Linked DNA regions of Oryctolagus cuniculus: region 2 is linked to region 1. A link is a contact called in public Hi-C data. All regions are on one chromosome and are shown on one strand. The core of a region is the stretch at or near the end of the contact, and the rest is flanking DNA. Distances in the headings are between cores, read along the strand shown. Region 1 has its middle 24 kb from the start of MGST2. Region 2 holds the start of NDUFC1 (NADH:ubiquinone oxidoreductase subunit C1).

Region 1 (2,700 bases), core at 159-2,658:
GCACGTGGACCATCTTCCTCTGCTTTCCCAGGTGCATTAGCAGGAAGCCAGGTCAGAAGTGGAGCAGCTGGGAATGAAACTGGCTCTCATATGGGATGCAGGTGGCAGCCCCATGTGGCTTTGCTGTGCCACAACCCAGCTCCTATAGCCCCCCAAAGACCCTCATCTAGCAGAGCGGTAGTCCTTGAGACGCTGATGTCTGCTACCCTCTCATCTGTCCACAGATTCATGTTCTTTTTCCTTCACCCCGAAGCCTTGTTGTTATTTTCGTTTGACACCCAGGCCAGATGGGGACGGAGCTCTCGGGACCAAGAAAAAGGAGCTCAGGGGGCCGGCGCCGCGGCTCACTAGGCTAATCCTCCGCCTTGCGGCGCCAGCACACCGGGTTCTAGTCCCGGTCGGGGCGCCGGATTCTGTCCTGGTTGCTCCTCTTCCAGGCCAGCTCTCTGCTGTGGCCAGGGAGTGCAGTGGAGGATGGCCCAAGTACTTGGGCCCTGCACCCCAATGGGAGACCAGGAAAAGCACCTGGCTCCTGCCATCGGATCAGCGCGGTGCGCCGGCTGCAGCACGCCAGCCGTGGTGGCCATTAGAGGGTGAACCAACGGCAAAGGAAGACCTTTCTCTCTGTCTCTCTCTCTCACTGTCCACTCTGCCTGTAAAAAAAAAAAAAAAAAAAAAAAGGCAGCTCAGGAAGAATCCTGCCTGAGGGGTAGCTAAGCTTAAGGGACTTTAAGGCCGTCTTGGTGAGGGGAGGCAGAGGGTGACCCTGGGCACCGTTGCCCCCTCCCATGAGATTCTCCTGCTTCTCTTTGTGATCTCAGCCCAGTGCTCGGCGAGTCCTACAGCAGCGTATTGGCGGGGCAAAAGACACCTTGTCCTGGAACAGGATTTCTTCGGGGTCCTGGAGGAGAGGGTGTGGGTGTGGGGTACAGCAGCGTGGACAGGGAGGCGGAGGGTGGGGTCCTGCCGGTGCGGGGCCCCCCACTCAGGGGCCGCTGGTTTCCATCCCTTCCTGGGAAAGCAGACGGACTTGTGGGGGAGGGGAAGGGCCGCCTGGGCTTGGCTCCTGTAGGATTAGCTCAGAGTTTTCTGAGAAGCTGGGAACAGCGGCAGCTGCGGGGAGATAACAAGCCCAGGCTGCCTGAGCCAGCTTCAGCCAGATCTTCTCTGGCACACTCAGGACTGCCACCCACATCCCCAGCCCTGCTCTTGCGGGATTTGGCCAAGATGAATTGTCCGGGAAGGACAGGGCACTGGGCTTTACTTGAAGGCTCCACCCCTGCACCTGCAGAGCTGCCCTTGGATTTGAACAGGAGGAGTCCTGTTGGGACGGCTGCTGTCTCCCCACCCCTGCGGTACTGTGACACACGCAGCACAGATGCGGTGAGCGGCTCTTCCAAGGGACAGCCAGGCATCTGCCAAGTGACCTTTTGGATAACCTGACCCCTCCTTTCCTGGAGTGGGAGGAGGCTTTTTTCTCAGAATGGTAAGGAGACAGCTGTTCTAGGAACCCCAGCCAAGAGGCCTAGCCTGGGGCCTTGGCTGCCCTGCTGTGGGGCTGTGCTGCCCCTAGTGGCTGGATCCTGTCACTGCGTACTCCTGCTGCACCTCTGCTGGGTTCACCTGCCTCCTGCCCAGAACAACAGGTGCCATCTGGATGCCAAAGTCTGCGGCAGCCCATCAGGTGTACAAGATGTTGAGATTTGATCATTTAAAAAGTGATGAAAAGGCCCATTGTCATTTTGTCTTGTATCATTTGTGTGTTTCCCCAGCTTCTGGGCTTCTCCGTTCTCAAGAGAGGCCTGAGTACTCCCAAAATGTGTCACGTGTAAGTAAAAGAATGCATGAAATGCCTCAAAGCTTCTTTTTTTTCCTTGGTTAAAAGAACCCATAAAAATGTGTCTAAGTTGGAGACAAAATAGCAGTGCTTGGTGCTGGATCTGTGTTGTAGTCCCTAAAGCCACAGCCTGCAGTTCCAGCATCCCATATGAATGCTGGTTCAAGTCCTGGCTGCTCCACTTCTGATCCAGCTCTCTGCTATGGCCTGGGAAAGCAGCAGAGGATGGCCCAAGCGCTTGGGTCCCTGCACCCACGTGGGAGACCTAGAAGAAGCTCCTGGCTCCTGGCTTCAGATTGACTCAGCTCCAGCCATTTGAGGAGTGAACCATCAGATGGAAGACCTCTCTCTCTCTCTCTCTCTCTGCCTCTCTGCCTTTCAAAAAAAATTATCTTTTCATAAGGTTAGCAATTGCAGTAACATTGATGGACACTAATTTAATCACAGACCAAATTAACCAGAGAAGAACATCACTGAACACATGGCTGTGTGTGTGTGTGTGTGTGTGTGTGTGTGTAACTGATATGGGATAAGGCAGGTAGATAGCTGGGTACATAGAAAGTACCTGGAAAGTACCTAGAAGGCCAGCAGGTAACACTGCCCGCCTACTTGTCAGTCCATCCGCTCCCTTCCTGGGATGTATCTTCTTCACTTGGGACTTGGTGGGGGGGGGGGGGAGGGCACCATGCAAACAGCCGCTCCCCTTGCACCTTCCTAGAGGAGGCCCACAGCTGGAGACCAGGACAGAAGGGGGTGCTGAGGCACTCTCGCTCCACTTCCCCTCCCCCGCCTTCCCCCCCAGGCCTACCCCCTACTTTCTCACCTTCTGAATAAAATGTACTTTTATGCATGCTAGCGTGAAA
Region 2 (2,700 bases), core at 21-2,520, 310 kb before region 1:
AAGCCAGGAACTCCATTAGGGTCTCCCATGTGGGTGCAGGGACCCAAGCACCTGAACTTTCATCCACTGCCTCACAGGGGCCCTACCACAATGCTAGATGTGTCGCACGGAGTCACTGGGACTCCAGCCAGCACTTTCCTGTAGGGTTGGGTATCTCAAGCAGTGGCTTAACCACCTGTGCCACAATGCCTGCTCTGAAAAGCCAAGTTCTGGTCTCAGATTTTTCCACTGGGAACCATCTTATTCAACTCATACCTTCCAGGGAGGGTCAAAGAGTAACTTGGAAATTGTAAAAATACCTATCAATATACTCAAAAGAGCAAACCCACTGCACATATTGTTTAGTGATATATGATGCAAAAGAATGCTACAGATCAAATTCAGCATCTGTAGAGAGTTCATAAAAAACCAAGTGTAAAGTGACTCATATGACTGGGAACTTTTTAAATAATTAACGGAGTGCCACCTTGAAAGAGTTGTACTTGTTGGCTAGGGAACGGAATGACATATGTGAAAGGGGCCCTGCTCAGTCTCTAGCGCCGTTTTGCCCCCTCTGGAGTAGTTACTCAACATCCTTGTCTGGTAGCTAAGATTTGAGGATTTCTGGTGACCGGGAGATCACCATGTCACAGTATTAGGCTAGGCTTGCGCTTCAAGGGAGCTACAGGGGAGCCAGTGACCCTGAACTCTCCCCTACACCAGGGTGACTCTTAGTACAAGTCTGATAAGCCCGCATGGTATGGTCAAAACAACGCAATGAACGCAAACAACTCAACCTTCAGATGTTTCTTTGGTAGTGCCAACAAAGCACTTCGGATCTGGATACCAACCTTTCCAGGTTCCTCTTAAGCAATATTCACTAAATCACCGATACCCCGGGCAGCCAAGCCCATTTCATTGGCCAACCTTTCACACTCCTTCCCCTTCAGATCTGTTTACAAGTTCCCAGGGAGGGGAAGACGTTTTCCTTTATCCTCTCTCGCCTCTGCTCCTTAATTAGGCACTTCCGTCCATGATCAACTCGAACATCTACACCTGCCTCTGGCACGTTAGGCTCAAACTGTGATCACACAGTCTGACCGAGTCCACACAATGAATGAAAGCCAATCTAGCAGCAAAGAGCAGAATAGCTATCTCGAGGAGGAGGCGGTCGGAAACGGAGTCGGCTGCTCCCCGGGTCGCTCCCAGGGCGCCTCCGAAGCACCTCGCGCTCTAAGCATGGGCGGGGCCAGTTCGGACCCTCAGGGCCGCCGCCGGCCGGCCGGCCTCCAGGTTTCCCGGCACGCTCCAGGACAGAGGAGGTGGGGAAAGAAGGTCATCGCGCCTGCGTGCTAGGAGGTGTGACCCGGGTGGGAAAGCCCTCCGCGTCCGCCATTTTGGCTGCCTCTGTCGGTCTGTTCAGTTACCACGTGAACCGCCGACGGAGACCCGTTGCGGGGGGAGGCGGCGGCAGCGCTAAGTGGGAAAGGAGAAAAGACAACGAGGAGAAAGGGGTGTCCGGGTAGGGCGACGCGGCAACACCCAAGGTCTGGTGGTGGCCACGGATCGGGGTATTCAAGGCTGAAGCGGCCAGGGAACGGCAGCGGCGGCGGTCGGACAAACAGACTGACCCAGCCGGGTGGTGGCGGGAGCAGCGGGAGGAGCCGGAACGATGCCGGCCGTGAGCCTCCCGCCCAAGGAGAACGCGCTGTTCAAGAGAATCTTGGTAAGTGCGAGTCTCGGGGCAAGCACTGGCTTGGATTTAGCCGGTAACCGGGCCTGTCACTCCTAACCTCGGCCCGGCTGGCACCGAGCCACCTCCGCCTGAGACCCCGCCTTCGGAGTTGGGCCGAATGCACTTCTTTGCCCCCTCTGTGGGGTTCCCACTTCGGCCCGCGAGCCTGGGGCCACAGGCTTCCCGCTCCGACCCCCACGTTGCGGAGGCCCTGGTTCCGGACTAGGCCTCAACTTCCCGGCTTCTAGACTGTCGGTTTTCAGCCTCCCCGAGCAAAGGGAAGAGAGGCCCGGCCTTCAGCAGGGCAGCGGGCAGCACGGGCAGGAGTCGCGGCCCGGGTGGTGCGGGAATCCTGCTGGCAGGCTGGGGTGGCACCCTTGGAAGGAACAGGTGGCGCGGATGCAGCGCGGCTCATTCATTGCCTGAGCGCGGTTATCCCTCCATCGTCCGTCCGTCCGTCCGTCCGTCTCTCCCTCCCTCGTCCTCTCCATTCACCTGTCCCCGCCCGGTCCGCGGTCGCTGAATGATCTGGGAGGAGGGAGGGAGGGAGGTGATGCGAAGGCAAGGGAGCCTTCCAAACGACTAGCTCTTTGGGGTTAGTTGCATATTTGAGCGTGCAGCTCCCCGGCCTCTCGTGTTCCCTCTTTTCTGGAGTAGGGAAGGGGCATTTATTTCTTGGTTTCCGAGCGGGAAACAGCCCCACCCCATCACCCTCCTTGGGAGGTGGGTCCCGTTTCGAGGGGGCGGTCCAGTAGGAAGTGGAAAGTTGAGAGTCTTAACTTGAGGCTTTCTAGACACCGACTTTTCTTATTCTCCAAAGTATATTAACACATACGGCGAAAACTTAGCAGACAAAAGGGAATATCAGAATTTTGGAGATGAGTGTTGTTGACGCTAGATCAAACTCCTTTATTCCCTACATTTCAGATGTGTGCAGTTGGCATTTTTTTTAGAACCATAAATGCGTTGTTATTTGTAGGGGCCGT

What was found. A called contact is a pair of places that touch in the nucleus more often than the background predicts.
Region 2: a contact with region 1 is called in a Hi-C map of psoas muscle, with 6 times the contacts expected there. The contact joins the promoter of NDUFC1 here to the enhancer-like site in region 1. A contact is called at or near these places in 2 of 6 Hi-C or Micro-C datasets (ear pinna and psoas muscle).

Annotation. Positions count from the first base shown.
Region 1 is chr8:25,131,364-25,134,063 of mOryCun1.1, reverse strand. No RefSeq gene overlaps it. Among named protein-coding and RNA genes, the nearest start is that of MGST2, 24 kb to the right of the region's middle. Within about 2 kb of position 1,408, at least 2 of the 8 cell types and tissues checked have an H3K27ac peak or open chromatin away from gene starts, as enhancers often do. A contact at or near this core is called in ear pinna, where this site is marked.
Region 2 is chr8:25,438,462-25,441,161 of mOryCun1.1, reverse strand. NDUFC1 (NADH:ubiquinone oxidoreductase subunit C1) reads right to left here and starts at 1,270. Exons shown (of 6, transcript XM_070047579.1): 1 at 831-1,270. NAA15 (N-alpha-acetyltransferase 15, NatA auxiliary subunit) reads left to right here and starts at 1,329. Exons shown (of 20, transcript XM_008267430.4): 1 at 1,329-1,705. The coding sequence starts at 1,652.